Linked DNA regions of Mus musculus: all the other regions are linked to region 1. Evidence: chromatin contacts called from public HiChIP or PLAC-seq data. All regions are on one chromosome and are shown on one strand. The core of a region is the stretch at or near the end of the contact, and the rest is flanking DNA. Distances in the headings are between cores, read along the strand shown. Region 1 has its middle 27 kb from the start of Gm31559. Region 2 has its middle 55 kb from the start of Gm4668. Region 3 has its middle 63 kb from the start of D730003K21Rik.

What was found. HiChIP or PLAC-seq counts read pairs in DNA pulled down with a chosen protein or histone mark.
Region 2: a CTCF HiChIP or PLAC-seq map of CD8 T cells shows a contact between it and region 1, with 6 read pairs. The contact joins two enhancer-like sites. A contact is called at or near these places in 1 of 15 datasets of contacts at CTCF or cohesin (CD8 T cells), 4 of 484 Hi-C or Micro-C datasets (Th1 cells, embryonic fibroblasts, germinal center B cells and 1 more) and 4 of 115 datasets of contacts at active chromatin or transcription factors (double positive thymocytes, memory CD8 T cells, microglia and 1 more).
Region 3: a BATF HiChIP or PLAC-seq map of CD8 T cells shows a contact between it and region 1, with 9 read pairs. The contact joins two enhancer-like sites. A contact is called at or near these places in 2 of 15 datasets of contacts at CTCF or cohesin (CD8 T cells and the NIH/3T3 cell line), 1 of 484 Hi-C or Micro-C datasets (regulatory T cells) and 2 of 115 datasets of contacts at active chromatin or transcription factors (CD8 T cells and regulatory T cell precursor).

Annotation. Positions count from the first base shown.
Region 1 is chr9:116,364,176-116,368,203 of GRCm38.p6, reverse strand. No RefSeq gene overlaps it. Among named protein-coding and RNA genes, the nearest start is that of Gm31559, 27 kb to the left of the region's middle. Within about 2 kb of position 1,828, at least 116 of the 459 cell types and tissues checked have an H3K27ac peak or open chromatin away from gene starts, as enhancers often do. A contact at or near this core is called in CD8 T cells, Th1 cells, memory CD8 T cells and 3 more, where this site is marked.
Region 2 is chr9:116,241,792-116,245,819 of GRCm38.p6, reverse strand. No RefSeq gene overlaps it. Among named protein-coding and RNA genes, the nearest start is that of Gm4668, 55 kb to the right of the region's middle. RefSeq lists an enhancer at 2,596-3,755. Within about 2 kb of position 1,894, at least 45 of the 459 cell types and tissues checked have an H3K27ac peak or open chromatin away from gene starts, as enhancers often do. A contact at or near this core is called in CD8 T cells, Th1 cells, memory CD8 T cells and 2 more, where this site is marked.
Region 3 is chr9:116,262,254-116,266,281 of GRCm38.p6, reverse strand. No RefSeq gene overlaps it. Among named protein-coding and RNA genes, the nearest start is that of D730003K21Rik, 63 kb to the left of the region's middle. Within about 2 kb of position 2,256, at least 18 of the 459 cell types and tissues checked have an H3K27ac peak or open chromatin away from gene starts, as enhancers often do. A contact at or near this core is called in CD8 T cells, regulatory T cells and regulatory T cell precursor, where this site is marked.

The DNA of each region.
Region 1 (4,028 bases), core at 579-3,078:
GTGAACCTTAGCCTTTGAAAGTGTGTTTCAAAATCCTTAACAGAGGTGCTGTTTTCTCCCAGCACGGTGGTGGGGATGGTGATGTTAGCAAGGTAAGGAGGAGATCTCACTGATGGAAAGGTCCAGGAGTGCCTAGTAACAGGTCTGTAAAAGGAAACTGTAACTGGAAACAGGAAGAAGTTGAAAAGTAGATTCAAAGGGAAAATACTGAGATACAGGAGAATGCAGAAAACTGTTGATAGAAAGGTGTGAGATTCTGGAGGGCAGAGTGAGCTTTCAAAGGGATGGGAGGAGCCGGAGAGGAGGAAGTGGGAGAAAGGACAGGGAGAAGGGAATGGATGAGGAGGAGAGGAGAGAGGACAGGGAGAAGGAAGTAGTAGAGAAGAGAGGACAGGGAGGAGAGAAGGAAGGAGGAGAGAGAGGACAGGGAGGAGGGAATGGAGGAGGAGGAGAGGAGAGAGTGTGGGATGGTGGACCATGCCAGGAAGCTTGGTAGGTAGAGCAGGTCCAAGTCCCCAGAAACTCAGGGTACACACCTGAGAAGGTGGGCAGCTTCCTGCTCCCTGGCCTGGAACATGTGACACGCTTCCCTCATAAGGAAATAAGAAAGAGAAAGAAAGAAAGAAAGAAAGAAAGAAAGAAAGAAAGAAAGAAAGAAAGAAAGAAAGAAAGGAAGGAAGGAAGGAAGGAAGGAAGGAAGGAAGGAAGGAAGGAAGGAAGGAAGAAAGAAAGAAAGAAAGAAAGAAAGAAAGAAAGAAAGAAAGAAAGAAAGAAAGAAAGAAAGGAAGGAAGAAAGGAAGAAAGGAAGAAAGGAAGAAAGGAAGAAAGGAAGAAAGAGAAACAGAGACATAACCATGAGAAGTAACACACACCTCAGAATGCAGAAGGGCTTTCCCATTTTTCCATTAGAAGGCATCTTGCATTGTCCTGGTTGCCAGCATCTCACTGGGCCCCTTGCAAAAGGTTTCGTCTCTGTTTTGTATTTTGAAGAGGAAGGTAGACAAAGTAGTGTTCCTTAATCATATGTGGAGTTCATTTCACCAAATCAGACCATTAAAGAGGAAAGCCTGCGTAAAGGAGAATCCAGCCTATTACCTGGGAGTTAACTCCTCCATGCAATCTCAGATTTCATTCCAATTCCTAAAGCTCTTCCTCAGAAGCCTTCTCTAGTGGGAGTGCTGGGTTGCCTCTACCCAGCTCTCTTATTACAAGGAAAGAAACCTCACTGTAGCAGTAGGTCGAGCATGGCTTCTGAGTGAGCACTGGCACATGGCACAGGATGATGACATCGCTGGCCCTCGGTCTCCGAACCTCCCATACTGAGTAACAGTATTTACATCAAAAGGTAACAATGGCCGGGCGGTGGTGGTGCACGCCCTTAAACCCAGCACTTGGGAGGCAGAGGCAGGCAGATTTCTGAGTTGGAGGCCAGCCTGGTCTACAAAGTGAGTTCCAGGACAGCTAGGGCTATACAGAGAAACCCTGTCTCAAAAAGCTAAAAAGAAAAAAAAAAAAAAAAAGGTAACAATGAATTGAAGGAAGATACAGAGGAAATACCAACTGAGATTATTTTTCTTCTTTCACATTCTTTCTCCTTCAGTTTCAAACTAATTGGCTTGCTAACATGGTCTCTAAGGCCGCCTCAAACTTTATGGTTTTTGGAGGTGAGACCTTTTGCTGGAAATACTTTTTTATATTCAGTCTGTTTTCCTGGTTGCATTTCCTGTAAAAAAGTTGCAAGAATCGTCAGAGAATGGAGACAAAGAGGAAAGGGAGCAGAGGAAGTGGCAGCGTGGCTTCCTGTGTGTCTGCGTCACCAACTGCAGCTGCTGTGGTTTGCACGAAGGAAAGCTCCGGACAGCCCCTAGAACAGCGACTGCAGAAGCCACTCTGCAGACACTCAAAGCGGGCATAGTTCAAAAATGGGAACTGGGAAGGATGCGGAGCCAGTGAGGATGTCTGAGGGACATAGAATCAAAGAAAAGTCACCCAGAGGAAGGAAGGGAAAGAGAGGTTATGAACAAGGGACGGAAAGAAGAAAGAAGGGGGAGAGAGGGAGGAAGAAGGAGTAGTCATTTCAACTCAGCTGTAGTTTGGCACTTTATCAGGAATACAAGTACATTGTACCATGTCCCCAATAACACAGAGCATAAACACTTGACTCCATTTTACATGTAGTCAGCCAATGAGCTGATCAAGTCAGGACACACAAAGACAAGGGACTCTGATGGCTGCCCCTCTTACATGCTGATTCCCAGTGGGGTGAGCCAGATGTACAGCTCAAACTAGAGTCATCAAAAGTAGGGAGATAGCTCAAAGGGTAAACCACTTGCTGCCAAACCTGACCGTCTGAGCTGGGTTACAGGGCACACATGGTGTTGGGAGAATTTTTACACAGAATGAGAAAGTTTATTACACATACAAGGGATAGGGAGAAGCGGGGAGAGAGAGAAGAAGAAGGAGAAGGAGGAGAGGAAGACAACAGTGACGACAACAGCACTCAATGCAAAGGTCACAGATGTGGGGCTGGTACTTTGTATTCCAGCCTTAGTGTCACAGGCAATTAGGCTGCAAATAGATTCTGAAAAAATAATAATTGCATAAATCAAAGTTCTATTTACTTTCTTATATCAGTATTGATTCTACGTGTCCTTATCCAATTAATATTCCGCAGCTCTCACTGCCTACCCCCTGCAGCCTCGCGCTCTCTGAGCCAGGAGCCCATCTGTGCCTGCATGTCAGGAAGATGCTCTCTGAAATAAGGCAGCTCCCGAGAAAGCGCAGAGCACCAGGAGCCTGAACTCCTGTGCTCACCTCCGTTTGTTTCTAGATCCAGCTGCTCCTGAGACCTCCTGGTTCCCTCTAGGTTTTCTAACTCTAACTTTGCTCCCTAAGCGAAGGATCGAATAGCACTGATTAACTCTGCAGACTGATAAATGCCCTTGTGCTTGGCAGCACTGTGAATCATAGCTATTGACTAGCACTGAGATTTGCAGGCACTGGCAGACATGGGAAGGCTGATGGGAAGGGGAGGAGTGAGCTTTCTGTGGAGGATCCTGGGATTTCATGGGAAAGAAGATTTTCAAAGTGTAAAAGGTCAAGGTTTGAGGGAACCCGAACACCACCAAGCCTGTCAACTGGCGCACCACTTCTGGGACTCACGTGGTAAGAGAACAGCCTTCTGCAAGTTGTCTTCTGATCTTCATAAAGCTCTGCAGCACACACATGCGTGTATACACATGCACACATGCTCACACATACACATGTGCACGTGCACACACACACACAGCTCTGCAGCACATACACGCATGTACACACAAGCACACATGCTCACACACACACATACATACATACATACATACATACATACATACACAGATGCATGCACACACACAGCTCTGCAGCATGCACATAGGGAAATCTGTAATTCTTGGCACCATATTCTCTTAGATTGTTTTTTAAAATGTGTATGGGTATTTTGACTAGTTATATGTGTGTACACTGTACACACCTGGTGTCCTTAGCAGAGGGTGTGGGATCTCCTGAAGCTAAAGTTACGGGTGACTATGAGAGACCACGTGGATGCTAGGAAGCCAACCTTGGTGGGTTTTTTTTTTTTTTTTTGCAAGAGCAGCAGGTTCCCCTAACTGCTGAGTCATCTTTCTAGCCTCTCTCCCCCCCCCATCCCCTTTAATCAAGTTTTCTTTGCTTGTGCGCATGCGTGTGCGTGTGCGTGTGCGTGTGTGGTGCATATATGTGTGATGTGTTTGTATGTTTGTGTTTGCATGCATATATATGAAAGTGTTATATATATGAAGTCAGAGGTTGACACTGGGTGTTTTCCTTGATGAGACTCCACCTCATGTATTGAGGCACGAGCTCTTTCTGAACCTAGAGTTCTCGTAGTCTAGACAGCTGCTTTGTTCCAGGCGAACCCTTATCTCTGCCTCCTGTGTGCTGGAATTATGGGTAGGCTTCCATACTCACCAGACTTTACCTAGATCCTGGGGATTGAAATCCTAGCCTCA
Region 2 (4,028 bases), core at 645-3,144, 120 kb after region 1:
AGTGTCTTAGGCTTTTAGCTTGTGTCAAGTTGACATAAAACTAGCCAGCTCACAGGGCGATTCAAGAACCTGTCAAGTTCTCAACAATATTAACCACACAACCTCTATCCTGCGCAGGCATGTGCACATGCGTGTGTGTGTGTGTGTGTGTGTGTGTGTGTCCATGGAGGTCAGAGGAGTGGATCAGGACTGGAGCTGTACTTATAGGCAGTTCCCTGGGAGCTGGAAACTGAACCCTAGGTCTTCTGCAAGAGCAGCAGATGCTGATGACCTGTGTCTCCTTCCTGCCCCTCCATAACTTTTAAAGAATTAGATTGCACCGAGATTGCCCTACGTACAGTGAACCTATGGTGGTGACTCGTGCCATGAGACTTAGGAGGTTTTGGAAGCAGAGGTGTTTCAGAGTCTGTATTCTGGGAATACAGGTGGCTGAGAGCCAAGAATGACAGAGGACCCAAGTCCCACCCCTTCCTGACTGTGTCAACTCAGCAAGCTACTTAGCCTCTGCCCATGCATTCCTTATCTCTACCATAAGAGGAACTTAACGATTTATTGTATGTCAGTATGTGTGTGTGTGCAACACACAAACATGGAGGTTAGGGGGCAACTTTCAGGAATCAGTTCTTTCCTTTCACCATATGCATCCGAGGAACTGAATTTAAGCCATAGATTTCACCAGTACCTTTCCCTGATGAGCCATCTTGCAGGGAGGGGAAGTTAGGTCCTGCCTTGTCCTCCAGAAGAACTGAACCAGGAGACTGAATAGATAACCGACTGGCCTGCAGGAGAGGAGCGTCACACTGGCCATTTGTGTGCCAGGAAGGCTGAGAACTGGAAGGTTTCCCGGTCAAGGAAGCTTGATGCCTCGGGGGTCCCAACATGATTGGAGGTTTGAGGGATTCCTTGAGCCACTGGTCTCCAGTCCACATTGGAAGGCTGGAGAAGCTGGACTCCAGTATCAGGGAACAGTGGCACTAGAATGGAGGACTGAAGACAGGTGGGCAGCCCTGCTCATCTCCCAGGACTCTAGATCTTTCACTGCCAGGTCATGCCTTGTCTCTTTGATGAGTCCTTCCTGGAAGTGACGCCATGGACACATCCAGCAGTAAGCTCTGAGCTCATTACAGAATCAATTAAGTTGGCACTGGACTACTGGAGGCTTAAGAGATAGGAAATTCTTAGCAGATAGATGGAAAACTGGAAACATTCAGCAAGTCCTACCTTTTAATATGATAATATCCACCTCCAGCACGTTCCCTGTAAAGACTTAGCCCAGGCTGTTCTGGAAGATCTGCTGAGAGCTCAGTTCCCGCCAATTCTCTCTTAGTGTTCAAGCAGCATACGTATAATTTCCCTTTGGAATATTCCAGGAACCCAGAAGCCTCACAGTGTTTCTTCTGAAGTGAAACCTGCTCTGGAGTTTCCACACTAGTGAGTGGTCTCACCATCTGGCTGAGAGCCTCAGGGTCCCTGGACTCTGCAGTGCCCATCCCTTCTCCCTCTCTTTTCCATCAGCAAATCACCCAAACCTGGCTATCTAACCTTCTAAAAGATCACTATATCTTAGCCAGGTAGGATTTCTATAACCCTAGCCCTCAAGAGACAGAAGCAAAAGGATGTAAAAGAGACATGACTCTCGGAACAAGCCCTCATTGCAAACTCCCCCAACACCAGAATGCCTAAGATCTCTGTGCCGTTGATTCTGGCCAGGCACTAGCTCTCTCTCCACACTAAGACACCCCTGCTTATCCAAAGAACCTTCTAACTTACTTTTCTACCTCCGCACTTCTCTCCATGAGAAAGCAAAGTGGACCTTTCTGAAATGCACACACTGCTCAGGCTAGGCACTTACACTGCTCAGAGGGTAAAACCCAAGTTCCTAAACTTGACTTTCAGAATGATCTGTTCATCTGGCTAGCCGTCCCCTGCCTCTGCACTCAGCTAGTTCTTGACTTCCTGTGGCTTTGGGAGAAATCCCCTGCTGCTCTCTGGTGAGTCCCAGTCTCGAATAGGCATTATTTATTCCTGGTGCAAAAGTCACCCCCCTACACACACACACACTTCTCTGTCTCCTTTCCTCTCTTTACCCTTCTGTCTCCCACCCCATCTTTCCTCCATCTTCTCCCAATGACCTTCAAGTTCTGGCTTCTTTGTGGAGTTCTAGAGAAGTCTCTTTGTTTTCACCACCACGCAGGCTGAAAGACTCCATTCCTGAGGAGCCTCGGTTTCCTCCCAAAACTCTCTGACCCTTTGATCTCACCTCAAAGGCTTTGGGCTTTGACTTCTCGGTCTCCTGTACTGTATCACCTGCTCCAGGAGGGCCAAGCTTTAGAGGCTGCCTATTCTAGCTGTTCCTTCTGAACTTAGGACAATGTAAGATACTGAGGGAATACTGAGAGGATGACTAGAGATGCTAAAGTCTTCGGGTGGGGTCGGGGAGTGGGAAGATGGCTCAGCAGGCAGAAGCACAAGCTGCTAAGGCAAAGTCTAAGAACATGATTCCAATCCCCGGGACTCACATGGCAGGAGGGGAAAATTAGTCCTGTTTCTGGTTGGGCTCCTTCAAGGTAGAGTCTGAGATGGGCGTCTTTATACACATACGTGTCCTAGCCAGGGCTAATTTTCAACTTGATATGACCAAGGGTCATCTGAGAAGGAAGCTGCAACTGAGGAGATACCTAGATCAGACTGGCCTGTGGGCATGTTTGTGGGGGATTGGCCTGATTGCTAATTGATGTAGGAAATCCCAGCCCACTGTGGGTGGCACTGTCCCTAGGCAGACAGGCCTAGGATGTACAAGACAGCTCAGAGACTTAGAAAGGCAATCATACATCCAAGTCTGACCTGCAGTAAGGTGATTGAAGCAAGACTTTTCAATTCAAGACCTACACTGGTCAATCATTACTCTAAGGATGCTCCAGGTGGGGATGGAGGGAGTGTCCTAGTTAGGTTCTTATTGCTGCAGTAAGCACAATGGCTGAAAACAGCTTAGAGAAGGGGAGTATTTCTTTTTTGCCTTATGCCCATTGTCCATCAAGAAGGGTTGTCAGAGCACAAACTCAAGGCAGAAACTGAAGGAAAAGCCATGGAGGGGTGTGGTTTGGTCCTCATGGTTTGTTCATCCTGCTTTCTTATACCACCCAGGACCACCCACTCAGAGTGGCCCCACCCACAGTGGGCTGGGCCCTCCCACATCCACCATTAATCAAGAAAACAACCCACAAGGCTTGCCTGCAGCCTGATGGAGGTCGCTCCTCAAGTGAAGTTTCCTCTTCCCAGATAAGTCTAGATTTGTGTCAAGTTGACAAAAACTGAAAACTAGCCAGCCAGGGAGTAAGGACATAAACTAGCCACTTCTGGGTCAAGCTGACCCACTTACCCACCTACTCCAGATGGGTGTGTCTGGAGATCAAGTCTGAGCTGTGAGCAGTGGTATATGAGACAGCTGTGGAAAGAAACATACAGAGACAGGGGTGAGGCTACAGCCCTCTGGTGTCTGTGAACTGTTCCCTCTGACCTTCATCAGCTGCACATTCCGAAGGCATGAGCTCTTTCTGGGAAGGTTCTGGGAACGTCTAGCAGCCTTCACATTCTACCTCCACCTGACTCCCCTTCATTTCCAAGGAGCTTTGTGAAATAGTCTAATTCTCAGGATTTGAGACCAACCACATTCCTAACCACAGGCAAAGCAGGAGAATGGCACCAAGAGGCTGTCCTTAACATTCCTACCAAGAGTCTCATGTCAAAGCATTGCCAAGTAGCTGCAGCAAGCTAAAACCTATGTCTGAGAGCTTCATCGTACCTAGCCACACTGTGTGTGCACCAGGGGTGTGTGTCATACCGCAAGGCTAGTGTGTATGGAGCCTGTATTCCATCGCCCTACACTGTAATCCCAGCACTCAGGTGGGTAGAAGCAGGAAGAGCAGTTCAAGATCATCCTTGGCCACACGAGACTACACTCTCCTCGGGAGCCAGACTCTTGCCTGTGCCCTTCGCAATAGCCCTTCTGATAGGAAGACTCGCCAATG
Region 3 (4,028 bases), core at 1,007-3,506, 100 kb after region 1:
TTATCTCTACTCCAAGATACAGATAGTGTTACCAGGAGAAGTTGGGATCTCTTGGGGCTCTTAGTTTTGTTAATAACAAAATTTAAGAATGGACTAAGAATAAGGCCCAAGGACAATTTTATTAGAATTTGAAAGAAAAAAAAAATCCCAGGACATGGAAGTTGCAAACCTTGGCAGCTACTCTAAGGAGGAAGATGGAGAAGAGGAAGAAAGAAAAACCATGCCATTTGTGAGCAGCCTCACCAATTAGGTGGGGAGAGTAGGGGGAGGAATAACTTCAGAGAAGAGTGAGAGAACCCAGAATGTTCAAGAAATTCCATGTATCTGAAAAAAGAATAAAAGAAAAAAAGGGGGAAACATGTTGTTTTGGGTCCTACTGAAGAAGAGAAAGAAGAACGAAGAAGAGGAGAAGGAGGAGAAAGAGGAGGAGGGAAAAGAGGAGGAGGGAAAAGAGGAAAGAAGAAGAAGAAAAAGAAGAAGGAGGAGGAGAAGAAGAAGAAGGAGAAAGAAGGAGAAGGAGAAGGAAGGTAAGGGAGAAGAAGGAGGAGGAGGAGGAAGAAGAAGATGATGAAGGAGGAGGGAGGAGGAGGAGGAGGAGGAGGCAGTCTTAATTTAACTGCATAGCAGCAATTTTGCAAATCACTGCACAGAGGGAAAGCTTTCCAGGAAGTAAAAATAAACTATCTCATTAAGTGATAAGTATTCCTCCAATCTCTTCATCATGGCTTAAGGTGAACCAGCCTTCCTGAGGCATCAATGTTATAAAATATAATGTGGTAAGGGGGTACCATGGCAGGCCCATGCCAAGGTGTGCCCATAAGTAATTATGCCATGCAAAAGACCTGGTGTGAAAGAGGTTTATTGGGGGAAGGGAAAGGAGTGAGGACATAGGAAGGGGTGGTGGCAGTCGTGTGGACATGTAGACAGGCAGACAGACAGGAGGAGAGCCATGAGGGCAGAGAAAAGGGGGGTGGGGTGGGATTTTTTAAAAACCGAAATACCAAATGTTTGATTTACCAAATGAAGACTCAGAAGCCAGATGCTGTGATGAATGTCTGCTTGTTCAGAGAGACAGAGAAAACACCCTCTCTGCTGCTGACCTTCCTACTCTCCGGATGTTCCAGGAGGAAAAGGCTTTCTCGTTCTTTGTGCTGTCTTAAACACTTTACAGCTCACATACATCAGTGGCGGCATCAGGTTGGCAATGACAGTAACGTGGAGGAATTCCTACCGTAGGCCTCAGACTCTATCCGATGATGCCCTCAGCCTGGGGTTGGTGAAAAGAAACTGGTGGTCAGTCCACACATTCCAAAAGAGAATGCTAGGTCAGAAATAGAGATGGGCAGGGAGTGGCTGTTGAGATAGCTAGAGATAGCCCATGATAAATTGTCATAAAGCTCTGGACTTTCAACTTTTAAACCTCTCCAGGGTCATCGATGTTCCGATCAGTTAATCAGCTCTCTAGAAGATTCTAGAAGGCCATGCTGCCATGCTTTCTAGGAACTTTCTCTCATAGGTGGTTCCCATGAACCCTAATATCTGAAAACACCGCTGCCTTTTACTGGAATCCTCCTTAAGACCTCCCACTCTGCCCCCCCTCTACTCCATGAGCTCCACAGGAAGAATTCAAAGGAGACATGGAGATTAATGCAGAAGATAGGGTGTATCATAGAGTAAGGTGGATTAGCGTGAAGGGATGAGAGCAGCCAGCAGGCAGGGAGAAGCCCACTCAAAGGGAAGAGTGGCCAGGAACCCAAGAGATCATTGAGCAAACCTACATTGTGATAGGTTGGCAATGTATTATCTCTTAAAGTCTCTCAGACAGAAAACTTCCTGAGAGAGATCTTTCCGAACAGGTGATTGACAGGCCCATCTATATCTTTAAGCAGGAATAGTGGTATAGCTGGTTTTTTACCTGGAAGTTTTTATCCTATTAGGAGTCTTATAATCTTTTCTGCACTTTAGCAAATCTCATCTCCACCCAAGGCCAGAGAGAGAACTCAGAGCTTGTTTTCTGACTCAACTTCTATTCCTGGCTTTAGCCACTACTGGTTATCAGAAAGGGCCCCATCCTCTGTACCCCTCAGGCTTCGCAAATCTGAGCAGCTCTCTAGCAGCCCCCGCCTGTGCTGGGCTCCCTGGAGCATAATTTAAAAGTTTATAAGATGTTTCTTACGAGACTCAAAGGAGACACTGAGCTCAACTCAGCTCAAACCACAAAAGTCTCAGAGGCGGACGGCTGTGGGTTTCTCCTGCTCTGGTATCAGGGCTTTATGAGCAATCAGGTAACCTGGGTGGATCTGAGAATGAGATACGTTTCACAGGTCTACACCCTGCAGGCAGTATGTGTGGGCGTTACACTCCCCACCCACCACATACACCCCAGTGCATATGGATGCTACATGCATTTATTCTCCAGAGAAGGTATTAGCCAAAAAGATCCATAAACCACACAAGAAGATACAAAGGTCAGATGGAGCGTGGGGAAGCTCAGCAGAGCAGTATCCTCTGAGCGGGGAAGCCATGTGGTGCTGTCACTGGAGAAGAAAAACATCATTCTACCTTTATATGAGGCACCTGATTGCTGTGTTATCTGGTGTGATGTTGAAGGTTGAGAGACCCCTACAGTAGCAGAGTTACTACAGAGAAAGGAAAAAGAAGAAATCAGGCCATGGTGGTGCTTGCCTGCCATCCCAGAATCAGAGAGGATGAGATATGAGAATTGCTGTGAGTTTGAGGATAGCCTGGGCTATACAGTGATCAGTTCCAGGTTAGCCTGAAACATGTAAGGAAAACTTGGCGCAGGTGGGCAGATCTCTGTGAGTTTGAGGCCATCCTGATCTACAGATCTGCATAGTAAGTTTCAGGGTGGCCAAGGCTATGTAGTGAAACTGTATTAAATAATAATAATGATGATAGTGATAATAATAATAACTATGATGTTGTTATTATTATTATGAAAAAACTAATGATGATGTTTTAAAAGGAGCTAAAAACAAGATAAGGAAAAATTAGAAAGTGGAGTGATTTGTTCAGGGCACAAAATAAACTTTAAAAGTAAATGACCCGTACAGGTGAAACCGACTCTCCTGTAGATGGGTTTGCTTCACTTAACTGTTTTTCTTGTACTTTTTTCCTTCTGTCTGAGATGGAGACTGCTCTGTAGCCCAAGATAACCCAGAGCTGGGTGGTGGCTTCCCTTTCCATTTTCTTTCCCTTTTCCTTCCTGCTCTCTGCTTTCTTTCTCTGTCTCCCTCTCTCTGTCTCTCCCTCTTTCCTTCCCTCCCTTCCTGTATCCCCCCCTTTCTTCCCTCTCTCTCTCTCTCCCTCCCCAGCATCTCACATAGCCCACAGTGGCCTGGACTTATGGACAGACGACTCTTGCATCCTGATTCTCTTGCCTCTTCCTCCCAAGGCTGAGCTTACAGGACCACGCCACCACATTCTGCTTTAAACTCAGGAGGTTTGCCTGCTACTGCTGCTGCTGCTGTTGCTGTTGCTGCTGCTCCTGTCCAGTCATCTGCCCACATTTTTCTATTACTTTGGCACAAGTGAACTGGCTCCAGTTTGGGCTTAGCACAGGTTAGATTTCTAGCCTCAACGCTTAAATTTGGATAAACTTGGCTACCTTTCCTGAGCCGTAGTTTCTCATCTGTGAAATGGGGGTGTGGGGAGAGACTAGCTGGAAGTAGACAGTGGGTGACATGGGAGGCTAGGAGAGATCGTCTAACAGGGAGCTGTGACAGTAGAGGGGTCAGTGAGTGGAGGATGTGGGATGGTATAAGACATGGTACAGTGCATGATGTGAGGTAGTAGGGGGCTGGGGTAGCAGAGAGGGTGGGAGAGGAGGGGAGATGGGAGAGGAGGGCAGAAGAAGGAGGGATGTCTGCATTTTATTGTTCCTCATAGACCTGATATGCTAGTTAAGGATTACACCATATAGTTTGTGAAGACTGAGAGATACTCCAGAGAATCCCCAAAGAACTAATGCAGAGAAAGACAAGCATGGCTCTGTCACCGTACCTCAG